3 separate regions of the Muntiacus reevesi genome follow, and all the other regions are linked to region 2. Evidence: chromatin contacts called from public Hi-C data. All regions are on one chromosome and are shown on one strand. The core of a region is the stretch at or near the end of the contact, and the rest is flanking DNA. Distances in the headings are between cores, read along the strand shown. Region 1 holds the start of EEF2K (eukaryotic elongation factor 2 kinase). Region 2 holds the start of DNAH3 (dynein axonemal heavy chain 3). Region 3 holds the start of UQCRC2 (ubiquinol-cytochrome c reductase core protein 2).

Region 1 (4,093 bases), core at 1,351-3,850, 910 kb before region 2:
ATTCCTCCAGGTGGTGTGGATATGCACCGAAATTCAAGAACCACTGGCCCAGAGACATGTTCTCAGTTGAGCCTCCTGCCTTTTGGCCTGCCTTTTGGCCACTCCTTGCAAGGTCTAGAAAGTGTCCCCACTGGACAACTGGACACTGTCTGCCCTCTGATTTTCTAGCCATCTGAAATGCTTCTCTGGGTGTTCCACAGCCCTGCGTCTTTGGGGAACAAGAGACTGTCTTCTACTTTATCATCAAGCCTGCTGGTGACTCACTTCTTCCCTTGATTGAAGCCTGCTTCTTGTGCCCATCAGCCTTGGCGGCAGGAGTTTAATTCAGCAACACTTGAAGGGCCAAGCCACTTTTATCCTGCGGTGGGCACTATAGCCACCTTCCTCTAGAACATTCTCAGTTCACTGGGATTACGTCTGCAGCTTCTTGATCAGCAGAACTGATCTCCCCAGCACAAAAATGCTTACTCTTAAATCAGTCTAGCAAGCCACTATTATACTGAATGCAGTCCTGGTCATCAACTTGTCCTGTATGAGCTTTAAGAATCAGACCAGAAAGAGTAACTCTTAGAGAATGAGCCTGAACAAATCCAAGCTTCTGCTGGTGACCCTCAGCTTTCTTCCACACTGCTCTCAGTGTCCTGACACCTGGATGTCAACCCTGCCAAAGACTGGACCAGACTTCTTTGGGGAATCTGATCAGTGTGAGAAAAAGGGCCTAAAGACACCCTCCCTTGTGGAACACCAGATCACCCCAAGGGGAAAGCCGCAACCAAGAAGCCCCTCTCATACCCACAGACCTTTCATAGGGCTTCCTGGAGCCCCAGTTTCTTCAGCAGATAGTCACAGACCACCAGAGAGGTGGAAAGGAGAGCTCCTGTCAATCAGGGGCCCAGCCTCCTTCCAGCCTGTGGCTCTGCCCTCCTCCAGGCCCTCACAGTCCTCTCAACTCTGCTGGTAAATGGGAGAATAGGGGAGGTTTTTAGTGTCCAGCCTTGGGAGAGACACACACTATTTCTGCTCACATTCCAACAAGCCAAAACTTAGTCATGTGGCCCAAGAAATTGTAAGGGAGCCCAAGAAACACAACCAGGATGATATCCCAGGAAGAAGAGAACACGGTGACCAACAGCCATCTCTGCCACATAATACATTAAAAATATTTAAAATCGTATCAGTGACACATCCTTAGTCAGGAAGAAAGTACCATCCTGTCACCCAAAGCGCGCGCACACACACACACATACACCCCTGCTGCAAATCACAGAATGTACACAAGCGATCATATGTAAACAGACCATTTCAAGGGATCCTCAGACCCTGACTTCCTCTCTCCTCATCCCCTGCAAAAGATAACTTGGGACAGCAGCCCACATCCCTTCTTGAAGAAGAACGGGAGAGGAGGGGGGATGGCAATCCCAACCATCATGTTACACCTGAAATCCCACTATCAAGCAGCTTTATTGTATTTGTTGAAAAAATGCCTGGAGTAAAAAATGAAAGGTGCTGTGGAGGCCAGGGAAAAGGAGGACACCTAGGAAATTCTAAATCCCACCTCTTCCCACAGGCATCCTTTCCATCACCACCTCCAGGAAGCCTTCCCCAATGCCCCCACAAGCCCCCACCCCCACGCCACGCACAGGGTATCATCAGCTCCCATCTGCTTACTCTGTATTCCTTCCCTTAACCCACCTTGCTCATTAGTACCTGCTGTTAGATTACTCTGGGCCTCAGTTTCCTCCTCCGTAAAATCAGAGGGGTAGGCAATTTCCTGGTTGAGCGGCCCCCAGGCAGCAGCTTCCAGGGCCGAGGACCCAGAAGTCAGGCTCCCATAGAACTTCCCCTCCGGCAGACTAGCCACCCTCCTCCTAGCAGCCCATCCGGCTCACTCGGGGCGCAGCTGGGCGGGTTCCCCGCAACCCCCCACGCCCGCGCAGCGGAGCTAGGCCGGGACTCCCCGGGGAGGCGCCGCCCCGCCGCTCCGCATACTGACGCCCGGCCCCTTGGCGCACTTGTCCACGGGGCCTGCCAACACCAGAGCTCTTGCAGTCAACACTCAGCGGCAAGGGTGCGTCGACACTGTCCTTGAGGTTCCTGGAACTGGGGCCTCTTGTTGGGGGGCCCAGGTAGGCGATGCGGCTTCGGGCCCCGCGGGGAAAGGAAGGCAGCCTCCCCCACTCTGCGGGCCCCGAGGCGCCCCAGGCGGAGGCCCCCAAGCCGTCTCTCTCACACCATCGAGTGCCAAGTATTTTCCCAACAGGCACTGCCGTTAATCAGCACGACGCTCCCATTTTACAGAAGCAAACAGTGAAAGCCGAAGAGCTGAACCCTCACATTCTCCTTCCGCCTCGAACCCCGGCTTTGAAGCACCGGACCCTGAGCGGTCCGGGCGCTGGCGGCACCGGGGCGCGCAGGCTTGCAGCGCCGGATCCCGGCCCCCTTGGCCAACCGCGGCCCCACCTACCTGCCTCGGGCGGACCGGCGCGGCAGCCGCTGCCCACGGCCGCGAGGATCCAGAGGAGCTGGCAGAGGCTCGTGGCCCGGTGCTCCAGGGTGCAGGGCGGGCGGGCCCCCCGAAGGTGCCGGGGAGCGGCGAGCCGGGCGCGCGGGCCGGCGCTCCGGGGAGGCGGCGGCGGCCGCGGGAACGATCCCGGGGCGCGAGGGGTGCGCGGAGCCGCTGGGATGATCCCGGGGCGCTAGGGGAGCGTTCCGAGGGCGACCGTCCGCGGAGCTGGGGCAGCTGCTGCGGCAGCGCTGCTTGCGGGAGGTGGATCCCCACACTGGCGGAGCTGGGGCTGGGGCCGGAGGCGGCGGGCCGGGGCGGGGCGGCGGCGCTCACGTGGCCCCAGTGGCCGCCCCTGCTCCTTCTGCCGCCGCGTGGACCTCCCGGCGCTGCGTCTGCTGCCTGTCTAGTTCCTGTATTCAAATCCTTTCCCAAATCAGTAATGATCCGATCTCATTGTACGTCTCTTAAAAAAATTTTTTTTTAATCAGAAATCGCTTTTTTTCCCTTCTGATCTTGCTTTGCAAAAACTTAGGCATGTATGACTATGGCAATTACTTGGGTAATTATTTGTATAGCATGTTGCTGTATTCCTCTTAGCGCACGGCCTGGCATCTGCGTGCGTGCTAAGTTGCTTCAGCTGTGTCCAACTCTGTGTGACCCTATGGACTGTAGCCCGCCAGGCTCCTCTGTCCATGGGATTCTCCAGGCAAGAATAAAGGAGTGGGTTGTCATGCCCTCCACCAGGAGATCCTTCCCAGCCTGGCACCTAATAAGTGCTTAATAAATACCTGGGAAATGAACGAATAAATATGGAAAAGTATAATGAAGAAAAGGAAATAAAACTAATGATAACCACTGTGAACAAGTTCATATTATATTCTTCCTATTTTTCTAGTGAAAGTTTAGAAATTTCACAACTCTTAAATTTAGAAATAAAAGACTGCTGGCCTTCCAGTGGTTAAAACACTGGGCTTCCATTGCAGGGGGCACAGAAAAAAAAAAAAAAAGAAATAACAGTGATATTTATCAAGCGTTTTTTCTCATACTCTCTTCATATCAACTTTTGTAGCTCTACTGTACAGATCATAAAACTGAGGCTTATAGAGGGACACCTACCCAGAAGATTTCCAAGGTAGGGGCCCCAGGTAAACAGAGAAACAAGTGTATGCAAGCAGGCCAGAAACAGACAGGGTTATCTAGGTATGACTGTGGGAGTGTTTACATTTTTCCTAACAAGAGTGGACTCTTACCTATTTCTCCTATCCACTCAACACTAGGTTGTAAACATGTTTCTGTGGTCAAGGGCTACCTGTCATTTGCAATGCCTTCTTTGATGAGCCTTTTTGGAGTTGTGATAAGAGCTGATATTTACAGGACATTCACTTTGTGTCAGGCATTGCGGTAACTGCTTTATAGACATTTTCTTTTTAAATTCTGGTCATAATCCTCTTTTTGTCCCCACTTCATACACAGGGAGACTAAGGCAGGTTAAGTGACTCTCCCAAGTTTACATAGGAAGTTGCAGATTTTGACCCAGGTCTCGGTATATATTGACCAACCCCTAGGGTGTCCGGTCCATAAGTCTTG
Region 2 (3,982 bases), core at 1,275-3,774:
TGGCTTGCATGTCTTTTTCTCCCCTCAACCTCTTACTGCTTAGAATGTGGATTCAATGGCTGATACTCTAGCAGTCATCTTGGTCAGTGAGTTTGAAGGTCATAACTTAAACATGACATGGTGGGGAGTTAGAAAGATTCTGATCTATCTCCAAATTTTACCTACTTAAGGGAGAAATAACTTTCTATGGTCTTAAGCTAGTGTTATTTTGGAATTTTCCATTATATGCTCTCATTAGAAACTGACCTTTGAGTTACTCTGGACAGACGCTATCAGCAAAGATAGCTTCCTCTGCAGCTCCTGCAAGTCCTTTGAAGTACTCGGGGGCTCCTCTTTCGCCATCCTGAAACCCACTTCAGTCTCTTTAAGGATTAATTCAACCAGGAAGCTCTTCAATGCAGGGCACAGTCAAATCTCTCATGTCACTTTGTCTCTTGCTGTCACTGGAAGAAGTGAAAAGTATCTTAAACCATTAGTGGTCTTCACTCAATTGACCCAACGAGGGCTTCTGCTGTCCTCACACACTAATGATGGGCATAGAGATGAAGGGTAACCAGGCAATATCTATCAAAATATCAAATTGTACACACCTTGATCCAAAAATTTATTTTCCAGGAACCTGAAGGAAACAATCAGTTATATCAAAACATGCCAAAAGGATGTGCGATTATCCCTGTTTATAATACATACTTAATAGTAAAACAACAGGAAAAAGTTGTCTACTGATAAGAACTAGGTTAAATAATGATAAATTCATACAATGGAGTATTGTATAGCCATTAAGATGATGTTGATATTTATTTAATGAAAATAAGTCTATGATGTGAAAAAAATTATAAAATACCAATTATTACATATTTTATGTATATATCCATAATATAAAATACATATATCCACAGTAAAATAAAAGATCTAGATGGATCTATAACAAGATGTTAATGGTATTATCTCTGAGAGCTTATGTTTATTTTTTTAGCCTGATAAAATGCTGAAAAGAATACAGAAGAAAGCAAGGCTGAAGACACTATTTCAAATCCCACTGCCTTTTTTTTTTTTTTTTTGCCAGAAAGCCTTTCTCAAACAAATGACAGTGGCCAACTTCTTTATTTACTACCCACACTAAACAGGTTGGCTCCCAATTACATTGTGCCATAAATTACTCTCTATTTACTTTTAAGTCTCATTTCCATAACAAGAGAGGGACAAACTTTGCCACAATTATACTCTGTGACTACAATGGCCTGGAATTTCCAGAACTGTCCCAATAATAAAAGCTGTTTGTTAAATTATATATCTATCTTTTAAACTCTTTTTAATTTTTATATAAACAAATACATTATTATTTTATATTTCCCAGAACAACACTGTAAGGCTGGGCTGTCACAGAGATATCTTTTCCATTATTCCTTACAACTAATCTCCTGACCTATAGCACAAATGCTAAAAGATTCTATCACAGTGGACAAAATTAACTGAGAGATGTTCACATTTATTTACCATACTCAACATCCCACATGGTAATTATGTGAGATGGGAAGTGACGATGGTGGTTTAATTGCTAAGTCGTGTGGAATCTTGGGACCCCATGGCCTGTAGCCTGCCAGGCTTCTCTGTCCATGGGATTTCCCAGGCAAGAATACTGGAGTTCTTCTCCAGGGGATCGTCCTAACCCAGGGAGGGAACCCACATCTCCCACATTGCAGGCAGATTCTTCACCACTGAGCCACCAGGAATGACTTATCTCCTAATATCTATAGAGTCTGTTGTTGTTGTTGTTTTAGTTGCTAAATCGTGTCTGATTCTTTGTGACCCCATGGACTGCAGCCCACCAGGCTCCTCTGTCGATGGGATTCTCCAGGCAAGAAGACTGGACTGGAGTAGGTTGCCATTTCCTTCTCCAATAGGGTCTAGTAGCAAATTAAAGCACATTTTAATCACCCAGCTAGAGATTCTCTGCTACAATCCCTTTTGTGAAACAGGAATCCCCTGGACTGGACAGGACTAGACCCTTCATTCCTATATTCTGTCTCTGAAGCTGCAGCTGGCATAGATTAGAATTGGCCATGTTCCCAGCACTCAGCTCCCCTAATCTCAAACCTGCAACGGGCAGGAACAAGCCCAGCTCCCTTCACTGGTTCCCAGGGCCTTGGAAACCTAGGGGCCATCCGGACAGGTTTGGGAAGTTCAACGTGAATAGCGTGGGTAGAAAGCCATCGGCCATAGCCGTAGAATGAAATCAGCTGGTCACCAATCCCTCTCACTCACTCCTCGGAGGGGCCTCCTCAAGCAAAGACAGGTCTCAGGAGGAGGGAAGGGGGCAACCCCTTAATCCGACGCAGCGCACAGTTCCCCGCCTTCTGCGATCTCCGCGCCTTCCGGGCCGAGCCAGGAAAACCCAAGCCAACCCGCCCTTTCCCTTCCACGGCCCACCCGCTAAAAGCCCCCCTCTCTTCCTCGCCCGCCCCTCCCGGGACAAACGGAAAGCCTGAACGTTCCAGCCGGGATGGAGAGAAGTCGCACCGAGGACCCCGTCATTAATTTGGGGAGGAGAATCCACCTTGGGTATACCCTGCAGTGACGGGGCAGGGGAACCCCGTAGGAATGAGGGCATCCGTTTTGACGATTCCTGAAGAGGAGGTGTGGAGACTTCCCAAACAGGTTTCCCAAGAAAGGGCGGGGTCTTCGGGGTGGGATGGGGTGGCAACCCTTTACCGAAAGTCGTAGCAGGTGTAGGTGTGTGTCTGTGTGTCTGTGTGTCTGTGTGTTGTGTGTGTCGCAGGGCTGGGGAGGGATGAGACTTCCCTTAGTTGGGGGGGGGGGGGGGGGTTGTCTAGCAGGGCCCGGGAAGGATGAGACTCCGTGTGTGTGTATATGTCACCGACTCCCCTTTCAACCCACCGCCCCCGCGCTCCTCCATTTGTCCAGCCCGGCCCAGGGGTCTAGCCAGCCGGGGCCCTCGGTCCCCCACGCCCGAGTCCTCACCTGGTCCCCGGGGCCGCGGTGCAGGCGGAGCAAAGGAGAGCTGACGGAGCCGTGGGCGGGCGCGTGAGCCTCCGCCCGCGCCCGCGCCCCAGCCAGCCACGCCCCTCCGCCGCGTGGCCCCGCCCCGCTCTTCCCCTTCCTTTCCCCGCCCCTCCCCTTCGCTCGGCTCCAGCCTCCTGCCGCCCTCCCAGGGCTGCCTGCTTCAGCGTTTTGGAGCTTCCGGGAGAAACCTGAGCGAGGAGCACGTGAGGAAACTTAAGGCTCAGAGAGAGTTGCCGTTCCTACGCTCTTGGCTTGTAGTGAGGGTGCCCCGGCCATCTCTGAGATAGGTGAACTGGCAGATATGAATGGGTTTTCACAGGGTCTTAGGGCTTCTGCCTAAATACCCTGAGCTACCTCTTCTGGAAGCATCTCTGGAGTTCAGGACAGACAAGTGATGAGACGGTTCCTTGACTGAAAGGTTTTCATCATTACTTCTCAAATGCAAATATCATGAGCCAATGAGATCCTTAAAAACTCTGTTAGGTTAGTATCTCCATTTTATACATGAAAACGTCTAATCCAGAGCCGGAACGCATGTTCCCTGACCTGAAATCCAGCCCTATAGTAGGGTTTTTCAAGGGGCAGCGCTGTTGACATTTTGGGCAGAAAAGTTGTGTTGAGGGGACTGTCCTATACGTTGTAGGATGTTTAGCAGCATACCTCACCTCCAACCACTAGATGCCAGTAATGCTTTTCTTCCCTGCAAACAACCGAAAATGTCACCGAACATCAGCTAATGTTCCCTGCATAGTTGTCTAGGTTGAGAACAACTGCGGTAGAACATAGTGGTGAAGACAGTGAACCGGGTCCAACAATCCCAGACTCTGGTCCCAAGTCAGACTCTTACTTGGAGAAAAGGATAGACTCGAGTAATTGGTCTGCTACTGCACAGCTCTCAGGTTCCGTCCATCCAGGGACATGTACTGATATACTTTCATCTGTGACCTGTGTCAGTAGC
Region 3 (4,026 bases), core at 908-3,407, 680 kb before region 2:
GGGTCTTTTCAAATGAGTCAGCTCTTCGCATGAGGTGGCCAAAATACTGGAGTTTCTGCTTCAACATCAGTCCTTCCAATGAATACCCAGGACCGATCTCCTTTAGGATGGACTGGTTGGATTTCCTTGCAGTCCAAGGGACTCTCAAGAGCCTTCTCCAACACCACAGTTCAAAAGCATCAATTCTTCTGTGCTCAGCTGTCTTTATAGTCCAACTCTCAAGTGCACACATGACTAATGGAAAAAACATAGCCTTGACTAGACAGACCTCTGTTGACAAAATAATGTCTCTGCTTTTTAATATGCTGTCTAGGTTGGCCATAACTTTCCTTAGCGCTTTTAAATTATAAGTTACAATTAGCTTTACTTTATCATCATCAATTTCACTCGCTAGGTGTGGTACAGTTAACTCTACTAGTGATTCTAGCTTTTGATTTTTCCAGAAAGTAAAAAATTTAAGATATGTGGGCACATCAGTTGCTAAGGTAGATTTAGGTGCTCTCCTCTCAAATGTGCCTGAGCAGTGACACTTCGTCATAATGTACTTTCTGTAATTTGTTCCATTCAAACCTGTTGTAACGAATTATCCTAGTAACTGTCCATACAATTACTATTTTGTTTTAATAACAAAAGATGTATAAATTTATTCTTATGTAAAGTAAGTGCTGTAAGTAGAACCAACAATTGCTTTCAAGCTTACTGCAATTTGTTTACATTGGTCCTCTTCAACTGTGTTATCTTTGAGTTCTTTTTTCTACTGAAAGGTGAGGATGGAACGAATGAGGAGATGGTTTTGAGGTTTTTTGCCAGTTCAACTGGACTTCCCTCTAAGGGTTATTAAAATCATCGGTTAATATAGGGGTGCTAAGAAGGCTAAGAGAATTACAGTCTAAATCAAGGTCATTTGTATAATTCATAGTTTATCTATTTAAATTTAAGTACCGGGAAACTCCATTCCCTGGTTTTTCGAACCTTCTTCTAGTAGATTACTACGTTTCTTAGCAACCCAGGCTCTCTTGGTATTTTGAGCTGGATAATTCTGTTGTGGGTGGCTTTGAGCACTGAAGGATGTTCAGTAGTAGCACTCCCCCGCCCCTCAGGTTGTCACAACCAAAAATGTCTCTAAAGTGAAGTCGCTCAGTCGTGTCCGACTCTTTGCGACCCCATGGACTGTAGCCTATCAGGTTCCTCCCGCCATGGGATTTTCCAGGCAAGAATACTGGAGTGGGTTGCCATTTCCTTTTCCAAAAAATGTCTCTAGATGTTGCCAAATGTTCCCTGGGGGCAAAATTGGCCTCGAAGAGTTGTTTTAATCTCAGAGGTTGAGACTGTTCCCTCTTGATAATGTAACACTGATACAGGAGTTTTCCCCAAGTGACAGCTATGTGTCACTCGGACATGGAGGAGGAGCCTTAAGAAGCTCTAAAGGAAAGGCCAAGAACCCCTCCTGGATAAATATTAAAACGAGATCAAGAAAAGCACACTTTATGCAGCCAGGACACGACAGTAACAATCAAGTTCCAGGTTCACTGAAAAATGCTATACAGGTATTAGCTCATTTCTTTCTTATGATTTTACTCATAAGCCCGCTTAACAGTTGGAGAAGCTGATGCTACATGATACGCCAAGAAACACAGGCAGCAGCTGATAGGGTAGGGATGGGGGACTAGGTCTACACCGGCCTCCTGGGACACAAATTTCGCGGTCTCCTTCACCTGCACGCAAGGGCAGCAATGACCTTCAAAGGTGTCTCCACCGAATCGCTTCACCTCTGCTCTCAAGCCCTCTCTCTCTCTGCACGTTTTCCTGCATTAGGTCTCCTCTGCTCAGAGCATGAGCGGGCCTTCCAACGCCTGACCCACCCAGCCTGGAGCCCAGTTGTCCCGCAGGGTTCAGCTGAAGGGCAGAACGAAGCCCAGCGCCCAGGGCCCCCAAACCAGGCAACTCCGGTCCGTATGACCTTGCTGACCATCTGCTCTCCAACCCTTCCCCAAGCCCGCCAGCTGTGCTCACCGAGAGGGACCCGGTTCTGGTTAACAGCTTCATTGCTCAAGATTGTTCTGAGCCTCGGTCACTGCCGCCTTAGAAAAAGCAAGATGGTGGCGGACGGCGGAAGCGGCCCAGCTTTCCCTGCGACACTCTTTCCCACGTCTCTTACGTGAGGGACTCTCTAGACGACCGGCTGCGCTCTACTGCTCCTTGGAGGTTGGGCCAGTCCAATTCCTCCAAGACATAGGTTAGGGAGACGCATAATTTCGTAAGGGAGTATTTAGAAGATAATTTAAGTTACCGCTTTTTTAGCTCTCTTCCTGGCCTGGATATCCACTCTGTAATCTTCTGACTACTCCTGCGACAGCACACCGCAGCCTCTCCCCCCCACCCCCCGCCACTTTGGATTTTCCCGATCCGGACTGTCCAATGAAAGAGTCGGGTTCTCCGGTTTTCACCCGCGGCGTCTGGGCTCAAACCATCTGAACTCCAGGACTTCCCTCTCCATAGAAGCCGTCGGCCTTAGAAGACCTTCGTCTATCTGCCCTTCTGCAGAGACTTAGGCTTCGAAACCGGGTGTGATCGCCTGTTGCTTGGTGAAGTCGTCGTTAGATCATTAGCTCCATGAGGACATCGGCCTTGTCCAATCAATTCGCTTCTTTAACTGCCAGACCACGCCAGGGATACACCTGGGTGAGACGGAAGCTTAGGAAATCAGTACAACTAAGGTATCTGCTGTCCTGGAGTTAATTGTCTAGGCTGGGGTTACGTAGAAAATAAAAACTGCACTATAGTTTTAGAAAAATTAAAATGTTTTGAATAGTAGTGGTGTGCGTGTGAGTGGGTGAGAAGTGGAACTTCTAAGCTGAAGCTTGCCTACGGAGAGTCACGTGACTGCTGAGAAAGTGAAGTGAAAGTCGATCAGTCGTGTCCGACTCTTTGTCTTGGTCGTGTCCGACCCCATGGACTATGCAGTCCATGGAATTCTCCAGGCCAGAATCCTGGAGTGGGTAGCCTTTCCCTTCTCCAGGGGATCTTCCCAACCCAGGAGTGGAACCGAGGTCTCCTGCATTGCAGGCAGATTCTTTACCAACTGAGCTATCAGGGAAGCCTCACGTGACTGCTGAAGAAAGAAAATTCTGTGCTCTTTTCCACAGGTATTACCTAAGAAGTTGTCCGTGCCAGACACTATGCTGAAGATTAAGGCACGGTCCCTGCCCTTCAGGGGCTTATAGTCTTGTATCTTGCTGCGTTGCATGGTTGGGAAACTAACATTAACATCATTTAGGAGTCTGTTATTAGTGAAGAATTTTCAGATCCCATACTGGATCAAAATCTGCATTTTTTCTTTACAAGATTCCGAGGTGATTTGTATGCACATGAAAATTTCATAAGGTGTTACAGAGCAGAGAAACTAGTTTATACCCTTAGCCCGTGTCTGAGTTTCTCTACACTCACAACTCTGTAATAGGAGATTACAGGGGACACCTAAGACCCAGTAATTGAGAACATGGCAGGAGTTCCCTGCTGCCTAGTGGTTAGGATATGGCGTTGTCGCTGCTGTGGCCCAGGTTCGATCCCTGGTTGGGAACTGAGAGCCTGTAAACTGTGGGAGGCATGGCCAAAAGATATTTTTTAAAAATGTGAAAAAGAATCTGGCACAAAAACTGTGGTAAATTTACATAGTGGTGCATGAGATGATTTAAAGTTGGTACATAAGACTTTCCTGGTGGTACAGTGGATAAGGAAACTGCCCCCTGCCAATGCAGAGGACACAGGTTCAATCCCTGGTCCAGGAAGATTCCACATGCAGTGGAGCAACTAAGCCCCTGCCACAGCTAGTGATCCTGCTCTAGAGCCTCACATGACAACCACTGAAGCCCCTGCACCTAGAGCCTGTGCTCAGCAAGAGAAACCACTGCAAGGAGAAGGCCGCACTACAACTAGGGAGTAGCTCCCCACGCCCCTCCGCTGCCCCCCCAACGGCCCCCCCCACCCCACTGCAGCAACTAGAGAAAGTGCATGCATAGTAAGGGA

The links. A called contact is a pair of places that touch in the nucleus more often than the background predicts.
Region 1: a contact with region 2 is called in a Hi-C map of muscle, with 6 times the contacts expected there. The contact joins the promoter of EEF2K here to the promoter of DNAH3 in region 2.
Region 3: a Hi-C map of blood shows a contact between it and region 2, with 2.8 times the contacts expected there. The contact joins the promoter of UQCRC2 here to the promoter of DNAH3 in region 2. A contact is called at or near these places in 2 of 3 Hi-C or Micro-C datasets (blood and muscle).

Annotation. Positions count from the first base shown.
Region 1 is chr2:198,466,843-198,470,935 of mMunRee1.1, reverse strand. EEF2K (eukaryotic elongation factor 2 kinase) reads right to left here and starts at 2,600. Exons shown (of 19, transcript XM_065924479.1): 1 at 2,465-2,600.
Region 2 is chr2:197,560,853-197,564,834 of mMunRee1.1, reverse strand. It overlaps DNAH3 (dynein axonemal heavy chain 3), which reads left to right and starts at 2,524. Exons shown (of 62, transcript XM_065924469.1): 1 at 2,524-2,658. It overlaps LDAF1 (lipid droplet assembly factor 1), which reads right to left and starts at 3,096. Exons shown (of 5, transcript XM_065924470.1): 1 at 2,983-3,096; 2 at 247-443. The coding sequence starts at 342.
Region 3 is chr2:198,236,711-198,240,736 of mMunRee1.1, reverse strand. UQCRC2 (ubiquinol-cytochrome c reductase core protein 2) reads right to left here and starts at 2,157. Exons shown (of 14, transcript XM_065924473.1): 1 at 2,014-2,157. The coding sequence starts at 2,046. It overlaps LOC136158514 (a long non-coding RNA gene), which reads left to right and starts at 2,475. Exons shown (of 2, transcript XR_010661349.1): 1 at 2,475-2,717.